Regions from separate parts of the Anser cygnoides genome. Here region 1 is linked to region 2. The links are chromatin contacts, called in public Hi-C maps. All regions are on one chromosome and are shown on one strand. The core of a region is the stretch at or near the end of the contact, and the rest is flanking DNA. Distances in the headings are between cores, read along the strand shown. Region 1 overlaps LOC106029742 (a long non-coding RNA gene). Region 2 has its middle 61 kb from the start of TMEM63B.

Region 1 (5,682 bases), core at 1,816-4,315, 180 kb after region 2:
GCCGCGGGTGGGTGAGAAGGCAGCGTGCCCAGGAGACGGGGCCAAGAGGAGGAGAAGGGAGTGGGACCCGGCAGCAGGATGACTGGTGGAAAGGCGCCCGCTGTCCTCTGACACATTCGTGATGTAACAGCAGCAGCTACACCACGGGGCTTTTCTCGCTCCGTCATTGTGCTTCTTCAGCAAATTTGCTGGTATGCTGAATTTAGAAAAGCCCTCTTTAAAAAGAGAAAGAGGGAGACATTGTTTCACTAGAGATGGTCCCACCTAACACTGAAATTGCTTAACATTTCTTATTAAAGGCAGTTTTCAGTTACTTATAACTTTGTCACATTAACCATCTGCCTGACAATTCTCCATGCTGGGTGTCTGCCTCAAGCTGAATTTGTTTTGTTCATTTGTTTTTGCATTTCTGCCTAAGTGGTGTGGTTGTTTCTGAGAACAAGAAGAAAAATGCATTGTTTCCTTCATGGTGAAACAGTCTTAATGATTTGTGACTCCCATGATTCAGAGCAGGCACATGAATACTGGGCTGCCCTCATCTCAAGGATGTGCTTCAGGCAGCCTCCTTAAACCTACCCCTGCATGGCCACCTTATGAGCCTCAGAAAAGCCAATGTTTGCATTTTGTGAGCAGAAGAAGCAAGACAAGCACTGGTTTTCCCTGAAGGTTTCCTGGATATCTCTTCTGGGTCTGTGTCTCATCTTGCCCAGCTCTGTGCCACCACGCAGGAGATGCAGTTGCACCCATGTGCCCCTGCACAGGGACATGAGGACTGAGGGGAATTGCTTCATCCACCCCTGCTACTGAGTCCTCCGGCTGTGAGAAGCCTGGACCTACTCTGCCTTCCAGGAAAGAGAGGTAAGCAGAGATGCAAACTGGAAGGAGCTGGGGGCTATGAGTGGAAAAAAGCATGAGGCACTAGCCAGAGATGAGTGATGGGGTGGTGTGAGTGAGAGAAGGGGTAAGACGAGGAAGGGAGCACCGTGGTGTACAGGGGAATATCGCTCAGGATCTAAGTGATAGAGAAGGTGCATTCAAGCCATAGAAAATTCTCCTTTGGGGAGTCTCAATGCCCGTTGGCTGCCCAGGCTCTGAGAACAAGCCCAGTGTGCTCCTGTCTCTACTGCTCTCCCGTCATCTCTGGTGGCAGAGGGCAGTGGATCTCCAGGTCCCCTTCCCGTGGTGACCAATGCCAAGGTCAGCACGTCTCCACACTGTGCACTCTCTGACGGGTAAGAAAGAAAGCACTGAAACTTTGTAGTGATTCCCCCAGTAAGCCAAGGCTTACACATGGAAAACTATGCTAAAACTGCACTACGACTGCACAGTGCAGTGAGGAAATACAGGTCCGGAGATTTGCCATACAACATTAATTTCTCCCCTTTGTGCCTCTGCTTTATAGTACAGTCCTTAATGGCGTGATCACGTACAGTTTTGTTGGATTTTTCCCAGAGGACCCCTGCATCCTTTACTGCCAAGCTGAGGGGTGTGTAGGAAGTTAGGAAAGGGATTGGAGGCGGACATGATCTGGTCATTAATTCAGCTAGGCCTGCTCCTTTCACTGAGTCCCTGTGTGTTACTGGCAAGTCACTTAAATAAGCATTTTCACAGTTGGCTGCTACCTCCCGCTCTGTTTGCCAAGCTATGGACACCTGGGGCCAGACTGGCAAAAGTGCTGAGCGATCTCCATTGCAAGCGAGGTTGCTGGGAGCTGTGCCTTCAACACCAAATTATGGGAGTCCCTGGCACTAGAGGTTCAAGAAATCCTGGCCACTCCTGGCAAAAATCCTGGCAGAAATTCTCTCCCCCACACTCCCCCTCTCTTCAGTCAGGGATGTGTTTTGCCTCCCAAGATAGTTCGTATCAGGCCATCACACATTTGCCTGTGATTCCCTCTCCATTTCAGGTGGCTTTAGTATCAAAACTTTCTAACAAGGGTATCCTAGGTCCTGCTTAGATCATCTTTCTTCTATCCTCCTAGCGCCATGTCCTGCCCAAAGATGTTCTCCAGTGCTCATTTCATTTGTTCATGAGCCTTTTACAATATTAGACTTTCTCGTCCACACACCATTCTCCCTCCCCACTCTCCCTCTGATCCCCTCAATAATTTTCTTTTTTTTCCTTGTCCTTTTCTCTCAGTAAGTGCTCAGCTCTCATATTCACAGAACACAATTGGTTTTGTTATATATCTGCAGTTTTGTCTTTCACAATAGTTGCTTGGAGGGTAAATTCTCTGCAGATTTAAATAACATGCCAATGTCTAAACATATACAACACTGAAAAAAAAAAAAAAAAAAAGCAAACTCATGTAGCTGTAAATCAAACAGCCAGACAGAGTTAGTGGTCCCATCTCTAAACTCTCTGTCTTCATTCCACTTTAGTAAGATGGAAGTGGTGCTAGCTCCTTCCTCTTTTCGCAAGGTCTGCAGTAAGGGGAAATGTCTTCATGTTTGTGAACTGCTCAGATTTGGAGTGAAAGTGTCACAGAAAAACCCATGAGGAAATGTAATCCGTTTGCACTCTATGCAAAGCTTAAGTGGTGTTTAGTAAACAAGGTCTGAGGTCAAGTGATGAGGGTAAGAAAAAATTCTGAATAGTTACCCAGTGAGTTCAGTGATGATCTACCCCATACAGTGACCATTCTGTGACTGTAACACAATGCAGATTCATATAGAAGGCTGAATTGCATGAAGAATCATGATTTTGCATGAACAATCATGATTTTAGCACTTCCCATTTCTGAGCATTTCATGTTTCCAGCCACAGTGTTTTTTTAATGTCATTTTTAAGAGGTAATAAGGACACTGAGAATACAGAAACGAGTGTCTATCTATCTGAAATACTCTGCAGTTAACATATTTAGAAAGGCAGAACTTGGTTATCCACCTGTCCTCTGTGACAATACAGAATTGAACTTTATGAGATACATGCCACGTTACCTCCTCTGAAAGCTTCAGGCAAAGATCTGGAGGAAATGTTCATATTCTTGTGCACTTATTTGTTTAACCTTTTCCCCACGATATTCAGGTTAAATTTTCCCTTAACCCCATTCCTCCTCCCCCCCTTAAACCTTTACAAACAGGCAAGCACCATGTTAAAGATTCTTTGTCCTGGCTGCTCAGAAACCAGTAAGTGCAAGCAGGTATTAACATGCACCCATAAACACAGTCAGCCAATACAGAGCCAAACCAAGCAGGTTTGGGGCATTGTCCCATTGCAGTCTTCAAAAACCTGGACATGGCTGATCCCTCCAGGCCCTCAGTCCCTGCTGTCACTTTGCTGGAACACCATCCAGGTTATCACTGCCTCCCTGGCCTGGTATGCTACAGATTTCGGATCAAGATTGTAACTTCCTGGTTGTGTTTTGCGCGCGCTTTGTGCCAGCGAGACCAAACTCCACTGACCGTCCTTGTAGCCATACTGCATGCCAAGATCTTATCACATCTGTTCCACGTATCGGCCCACCTCCTGCCTTCCATTTCTTGAGCCCCACATCTGGCTTTCACCAACACACTCACAAGTTCTCTCACTATCACCTGCCAAAGGTTTCCTGCCTTCTCATAGGCTGTGTGTTTTGGGTTGATTAACAGGTGTTTGCTTTCTGTTTGTTTGGTTTTTATCCCCTAGATGAAAATGTTATTTTTTTGCCTGGCTCTCTGCTCCTCCAAAGTCACATTGTATTTGTTCTCTGCCTAAACTTGCTCTTGCAATTCAGCACAGTTAAGTAGCATTCGTTAATGCCATTAATGGGCTTTTAACTCCCCGCAACCCGATTAATAGTGGAGATATTAAGTACACCCAGAAGTAATGTTTACAAAAGCACCCATGTGATTTAGAAGCATGAGTCCTGTCAAATGTCTCCGCGTCAGCTTTGCCTTTGAAAGTGAACTTCACAGTCTGGCATGGACCCAGAGAGGTGGGAGCACCGGAGCAGGCTCATTTTTTTGGGTGCCCTTTTTTTATTTATTTATTGCAAGCCTATCCCTCTATAGTGTGACATTGGGGTTAGCATCAAATCAAAGTTGATTTGCGTACTTCGAGATTTTTTTCTTCCCTCCCTAACTGCTGGCAGTTTTTACAGGATCTTGTTTTCTGCCTTACTTCCTGCTCAGCCACTCGTTTTGCCCTTGTGTTTTTAAGAAAGCAATGGGGACTCTCTGTCACTTCAGGCTCTGTCTCCTTTATGTGGGGATAAAGTCTCCAGTATTACTTGTTTTTTTCAACCTCTATTTGTAAAATCCTTTCATCTTTCCTTGGCAGCAAGAACTCCCTTCGCATTCCTCTTGCATGCACCCTTTCCCTGCAGCAGGTAATGGCTGAGCATTCAGATTTGGTTGCTTTCCCTGCAGCAAAGGATATTAACATATCTAAATAAATACACCTGTTTATGCAGGAGCCAGACAGGCATCCACAACAGACAAGGCTTGCTCTGTCCTCTGAATGCTCCTCTCTCTAGTAAGCCTCACAAATGCCTTATCTCAACTGAGCCACCCTCAGTTTGCTTTCAGACCCCTGTATGGACCAGTCCCAGTTCTGAGAGAAGAACAAGACGACACCTAGCTTCCTTCTTGGGCTCCTCCTACAGGAAGGGATTGTTTACACCTTGATGCATACGAATAATTTCCCAGAACAGTGGGTAGCTACGTGGTGCTAATTCATCACAGCAGGAGCCACGCAGCTCTATCTTACTCACTACCCGAAAGCACTGAATCTCCAGGGTCCCATAGTCTGCTCCAGCTGTGATTTGTCCCAAACAACCATCAGAGCATGGCAGCCTACCTTTCCAACCCATCTCCACAGAATTAAACTGCTGCACAGCTCCCCATTGGCATTCCCCAACCTCCACTGAGCACGGACCACCCTTAAGAACAAACACAACTATTGCATCCTTCCCCTTGTTGATGCAGAAGAGCAAAGATCTCCTGCAGAAACTTGCCCAATTGCATTCATCACCTGAACTAGAGGTATGGGGCTAGTGGGCCATCCGCTTACTGACACACAGAGCCAGTTCCCATACCAGCTCTGAACAGCCAACAAGTCTTGCTCCAGGTGCTGTGTTAAGCCTGAATGGCATTCAATAGTGATTCAGCAGAGATTTGATGGCTTCTGACTGCTGCTTTCTTGCTGTTTTCATGGCAAAAGAATGCCATCTATCATCATTCAGGGGCCTTGCCCATGCTGACTTGCTCTGAGGTTTGATACTGGACACAAACTGAATGTTCAGGGGATGCTTGTGTTGTGCTAGTTATGCACGTGCTTTCAGATCCTTATGCAGCAGGAAGGATGTGGTTCCCTTACTGCAGGCAAATGTGTGATGTCCTAGCAGAGCTGCTTCCCTCTCCCACAGACAGCTTTTAGTCACCAGGATGTTTGCAAAGACTGAGGTACAGGAATGAAAGGCAATGAACATCCAAAGTTTCTCCATGGATAGGGGGAAGGATGGGACATGACTAGACAGTGCAGCAGTTCTCTGCCTTTCCGTATAATGTATAACCAGATGTTACAGAAATATGCTATCCTGACCCTGAAGGAAAAGGTAAGGAAAAATATGTTACGTGCACATCCATTTTCAATCCACTTTGGAGAACCAAAGGCAGAGATATTTTTGAGCTGTACTAACAGGTCACAGCCCTTTAACTCAGATGACTGAAACAAGCAAGAAGCTATTCCTATATCCTGGTG
Region 2 (5,839 bases), core at 2,256-4,755:
TCTGTGGGAGTCAAAGCCTGTGCGTGCTGTGTGAGCAGTGCCTGCCCCCCGGGCAGTGTGACCCCTCGTGTGTCACGGCACGGTACATTTCGGGGTGTCGTGCAAGCTGGCAGCACAGAGGTAGGGAGATAAGGCCTCACCTTTGGATGCTGCTGCAGTTGCTGGTTGCTGGCACGGCACCCCAGATGGATTTCCTGCTGGTGCTCCAGCTAGATGCAGTGTAAAACAGCTTAAAGGAGGGTTTGCTCAATTCCAATTTCAAAGCAGACCCGAGGGTGTTGTTTTTGGAAGAGGAACACCAGCGTGGGCTCCCGTACAGCTGCAGCCGCTGCTCTGAGACAGGAGCTCGGGTAAGTGAAGTGAAGTCTGTTGGGAGCAGCGGAGCTGTTGAAGCCTAGCTTTCAGCAACTGCACTGCAATGCTGAAACTCCCTCCCATACAATACCCTCCCCTACAACACCCTCCAGCTCTCCTCAAATCCCCTGCCTACCTCTGGGCTGTCTACCAGATGTATTGCCTGGTCAGCCAGACTCGCCACGGCCTCTCTGATGCCCACCAGCTCCCGTCGCCCTGGTCCACGTGTCCGCAGCACGCGGCTAAGAGCCTTTTCCAGCTGATGGGGCTGCCCTGAGGGGGCTGTGATTTGGGCAGACACAACATCCACCAAAGGCAGGCAGGTCTCCAGGGGAGAGGAGGGAATTACACACAAAGGTGGTCTGAGCTGTGAACGAAGGAATAAGAGCGTACGATGAAAGGAGGCAGTTTTCCATAGCTTGGATCAGCCTGAGCTGTTAAGACTCCCAGTCTGGTCCAGTCCTGGAGTATTTTGGCTTTTTGTGCATCCAGGCTACCCGGCTTTGGGCTGTTCTGTCTTGTGGGGCTTCTTGTAGTTGCTGGAACAAAAACTCGGTTGCATGCATGTTTTTCTTTACAAGTTTAATTGGGATAAAAACCATACGAAGGTAACGAAGATAAAAATCCCATGACATCTGTTTGCACTTTAAAAAAATTGCATAAAAACCAAAAACACAAATAAAGCTAACATTTGATGTGTGATGAGCAGTTTCCCCTCTGCCTGTGTGACAGCCTGGAGCTGCTGATGACTAGACGGGCTGCGACTACGGCTCAGAGAAAGCCACAGGAAAATAGCACCTGATTTACAAAGCCAAGCTTTCAGCCTCTCTGGGGTCCCCAGATGGGCGGGAGGTGACAACCCTGAGCAGCCCCCGTGGCTGCTGACCCTCCCAGGCCAGCTCAATGCACAGTCCGTAGAGATCCTGGATCCTAAGGAAGGCGTCAGGGCCGAAAGGGGGCAAGTGTGGAGCAAGCACATCTCCTCCCTTCACCCTCCATCACGGGTGTCCGATCCAGCTAAGCAGCTCAGTCAATGGGCAGCCAAAGACAGGCCCCGGAGCAGGATAGCTCATACCCTTCTGACACATATGGTCATTATTTACAGCGATCCTGTGCCTTGCTGACTGCATGAAAAATTACAGAAGTTGGCTTGATGGTACAGAGCTAACTTAAGGCAGACAGCATGCCCCCCTTCCCCTTAGAGGGAAACTCACTGAAATCCCCAGGCCGGCTCTCAGAAGCCAGCAATAAGAATGGGAACAAAAATTGCATAACTTAGTGCTATTTGCAATGGCCCTGTGCCTTCTAGCTATCCAGGCCCCTTCTGAGTATTGCTAAGTTCATGGCTGGTGCTAAAATGTATGTTATTCCACTGGAATTCCCCACCCTTGAACTTCTCCTCCGCTGCTTTTGTGGCCACGAGGGAAAGGGCAGGTGTTGCCAGCTGCCCCCCTTGAGACCATCAGCACACTCGTATCGAGCCTCTCTTGCTCTTCTTCCTTCTGAGGCAATGTATCCCAGCATTTTTGGGGTATTGTCAGACAGAAGCTAGCCCCCAGCTGTCCTCGCTGCCTTATCTCGTACGGGACTGGCGGCCGGGGCTGCATGCTGGGTGATGCACAAGTGTTGGGACCACAGCAGTGTGCTTTCCCAGGCCCTTTTACGTGGTGTCCACCTCCATCCTAAGCATTTCTACAGATCTCTTGGAGCCCTGGAAAGCCCACAAGCCACAGGGCTCCAGGTTGCATTAACTTGTATTCACCACCCTGGGCTTCCTCCTGCAACTGGGATCTTCACTGAGCATCTGAGGGGTGTCTCCCCAGGCTTCCTCAAGTCCCTTCACGTCCAGCAGGCACTTGCATCACTTTTACCTCCTTATACATCTTCCTTAACTCACTGCACATCCTTCTTGTATTGTTGTATCTTCTTTTCTAGATCATTTAAGGAACCAGCACGTGGTACCTGCTGGCTCCGACAAGGCAGTTTTGACGGGGAGGAAAGTGGAAAGTAAGTGGTGGGTAAGTGTTATTGTGTCTGGGCGAGAGTGTGTCAGGCTCCAGATCCAGGATATCTGGGATTGCTGCATAAAGCAAGGGATCTCAAGAGGCTAAAAATACAAACTTGCCACCAAATGCGACAGCACAGCTCTGCAGCAGAATCGCCTGGGCAGTGGGTGAAGAGAAATCCTGACAGCCCCAAGTGCTCCCAGAGGCTGCCTTTGACTTCAGGGCCTGACAAGGGGATTTGAAGAACAGGACACACACCATTCTTGCAGGGGAACTTTTCTTGAGCCTACTGACTCTTTTTCTAGGCCAGCCTGTGGCAGCAAAAAACTCCTTCTGACTTGTGAGCCTGTGCTAGCAGCCCTTCTGCTTTACATCAGGACTGAACCACCTGGTATTTTCTCTGTGGGATGAGAGAACATTAGAGAGGTTGTGTTAAAGCCCAGGACCCATCTGACTGTGGATAAAAGAAAAGAAAAAAAAAACAACAACAACAAACAAAAACAAGCAACCAATCAAAACAAAAACAAAAACAAAAACAAACAGAAGACAAATGAAAAAAATGAGGGGAGAGCCATCACACCGCATGGACATTGCTGGTAAAAACCTCCCTCCAGCTTTCAGTTAAGGTCAGCTGAACTGAAGCACTTGCTTGGAAATATGCGTAAGCAATTCTCTGGGCAAGAGCTCTGGAGCAGGCTCGGGCAAGGCCTGGTGGGACAAACGTGACTGCAGTCAGAAAGCACTCTCCTTTTTCCCCGGGATGCAAACTCACTAACCCCTGTGGGATGGTGGACACAGCATGAGCAATGAGAGCAAGGATTGCACAACACGCTATGCTAGAAACCAGGCTTGACGTTCAGCCAGTGTAAATTTAAACCAAGTGCTATATTGGGTCAGATCAAAAGTCCACCTAGTTCGTCCTCCTGACTTGGAGAGCAACTAAAAGCCTGACTTCAGGGGTACAGCATAAAAACCATACCTCAGCGGGGTGATCTTTCCTCCTGTGGACCCTCTTGGCTTCTGCCAGCGAGCATGGCAGACATGTCCAGAGATGGAGTTTTGGCTAGACCGTTGTATTTAACAACAAGAGGCTTCTCCAGAAATTTGCCTGGAGCCTTGTTGGGACCTCTTTGGGTGTTTGCCTCCCACGATATCCCGCAGTGATGGGTTCCACGGGGTGGTCATGGGGTGGCCGTGCACCGCGCAAGAGGAGGTGGTGTTACGGAGTGGATGGAGGCCAAGTGAATGCACACTGCACAAACCCCAGCATACACACAAATGAAGACTACGAATTTTCTGTGCTTGTGAAGAAATCCTGCAGGCATAACGTAAAGAAGAAGCCGAGGAAGTCCAAGTTTGAAACCGGTTGCTGGTCATTACTGCATGAAGGACAACTTCACGGGAATTCTGCAAAGTAATTTTAATTGTGATGCTTTGAAAACGTTGTGTAAATAAAGTCTCTGTGATACATATGTTGCAAGTTATTATGAAGCCGTAAAAGAGCTAGGAAAGGAGAAACCGAAACACAAAATGTTCTGTGACGCCAGAACACTCTTCTGGCGAGTATCAGTTTGCAAACCGCAGTGTAAGTTTATGCCCACAATTCAATTGACCTCCTGAAAGCAAAGGTAAACAGGAATAGAAGGGCAGGCGTCTGCGGTTCCCTCTCTCCTCTAGAGAAATTTATTCTCTGTTGAGCTCTGCCCTGTTTTGCTGGTGTTCCCTCAGCCTCTGAGCAGCTGAAACAAAACCAGCCAGAGAGCTCCTTCCTTAGGTGTGCAGGGAACGGGGCCTGTGAGACACACTTTGCAGCTTTGAGAGCAACCACATGGCTCCCAGATCTAGGGAGGGAACCCTACACCCACCCCAAAAACCACACAAACCAAAGAAAAAGTTGGTTAAGGAAGCAGCCTGCCCTGAAAGGCTGCACTTTGTGCTGGGAAGGGTCTGAACCGAACCTTAGCTGGCCCTTGGGCTCTTTTGGCGTATGCTGCACACTTGGTCCAGTTGAAAAGCTTAGGGAAATCAGAGAGGCAGGAGCTTCCCACAGGTCAGGCACAGGGTTGGGGCTCAGGAGTTTTCAGTTTTGCACTTGAATAGGCTGGATTTGAAGCACAGAATTGGAGAAGCCACTTTACTTGTGCCTCCAGTCACATCATACATGCCAGGGCGTGCGGGGGGCTTCCTCTCGTGGGACCCTGCGTGAACAGGAAAGCTTTGAGCCAGGGATTGCTTCCTACCCCAAGTGTGCAGCACGGCGAGTCCCTAGCCTCCCTCACCCTTAAGACAGCTGTGATGCAAACGGTCAGTCATCAGAGGATTGGTTTTTCCCAACCGTGAATTCAATTTTCAACCGGGCATCGTATTCTCTGCAGCTGATGAACATTTCTGGAGGAAGATTTGCGACCCCGGCAAGTGATTCGGGTTCGTGCCCTGTTCAGCAATTAAATTCACTTCTGGGTTGAGGAGGGAACGGGTGCTCTAGGGTGGTCCACCAAATCCAGAGCTGCACTACACAACTGAAGACACAGCTGGAACAAAGGATTTCACAACGAGACTTTTACAGCTAAGGCATTTGGGATCTTTTGATCTGGACTCGGTACCCGGCCACAGATCTGCAGCAAGAGCAGAGGCTCTCAGGTTCCTCGTCTGTACAAGGGGATGCTCCAGCCCCTCTTTACAGGAGGGTTGCACACAGATGCAAAGCTACCCAACGGGCTGGTGGAGCCTCCAGCAGAAAACTCAAAGACAAATAATCTGTTTGAAAAGGGGACGTGAGTCAATGAAGAGTTTTTATTATTTCGAGTGAATATTTGGTGTGTATTTATTTGCAGTTCCCTCTTCTACCCTCCCCTTTTATACTTTAAAGCAATTCAGAAACAAACTAAAGTTATGTTTCACATCAGCTCCTTCACGTTTGGGATCAAGTAACTTTTTTTCCTCCTTCAGCTGTTGAAGGAAGCTGATGGCTGGGAACTGCCAACAGAGGGGATTAGCATCTGCTGAACGCTGCCAGCTCCTAGGACTGATCCAACGCCAGGCAGTGCCCGTGATGGCTCTCAGCTCGCGGCTTCTCCCCCCGTCATTGTTCCCCTCCCAGCCTTCTCTGATGGCCACCCAGCTGTTCTCTCACTCCAGCCCTCAGATTTACAGTCTGTCACAGCTCACAGCTGCGAGCAGGGCTTGAGCAGGGCTGGCCTGCTGTGGTTGGAAGGACTGGCCCTCGTTTCTGGCGCTGCCACCTTGCCTTCCAAAAAATCCCAGTGCTCAGAAGAGACAACAAAACCACACAGTGAAGTCTTCAAGCAGATGGGTCCCAAGGCAGCGGGTCTGCCCAGGCGTGCAAACAGCTGGATGCAGGGGCACCACGAAACACAGTCACTTCTCAGATGTTCCAGAGGGCTCTGAACTTTTGTAGTCTGGAGGCGGCACTGGAAGGTCGGCATGGCCAGCTGCTTCACAGCTGCTCCAGACGTATG

The links. A called contact is a pair of places that touch in the nucleus more often than the background predicts.
Region 1: a contact with region 2 is called in a Hi-C map of liver, with 5 times the contacts expected there. The contact joins two enhancer-like sites. A contact is called at or near these places in 2 of 7 Hi-C or Micro-C datasets (both in liver).

Annotation. Positions count from the first base shown.
Region 1 is chr3:34,170,331-34,176,012 of Taihu_goose_T2T_genome, forward strand. The region is part of intron 2 of LOC106029742 (a long non-coding RNA gene); the gene reads right to left. Among named protein-coding and RNA genes, the nearest start is that of VEGFA, 89 kb to the right of the region's middle. Within about 2 kb of position 3,066, at least 1 of the 3 cell types and tissues checked has open chromatin away from gene starts, as enhancers often do. A contact at or near this core is called in liver, where this site is marked.
Region 2 is chr3:33,989,121-33,994,959 of Taihu_goose_T2T_genome, forward strand. No RefSeq gene overlaps it. Among named protein-coding and RNA genes, the nearest start is that of TMEM63B, 61 kb to the left of the region's middle. Within about 2 kb of position 3,506, at least 1 of the 3 cell types and tissues checked has open chromatin away from gene starts, as enhancers often do. A contact at or near this core is called in liver, where this site is marked.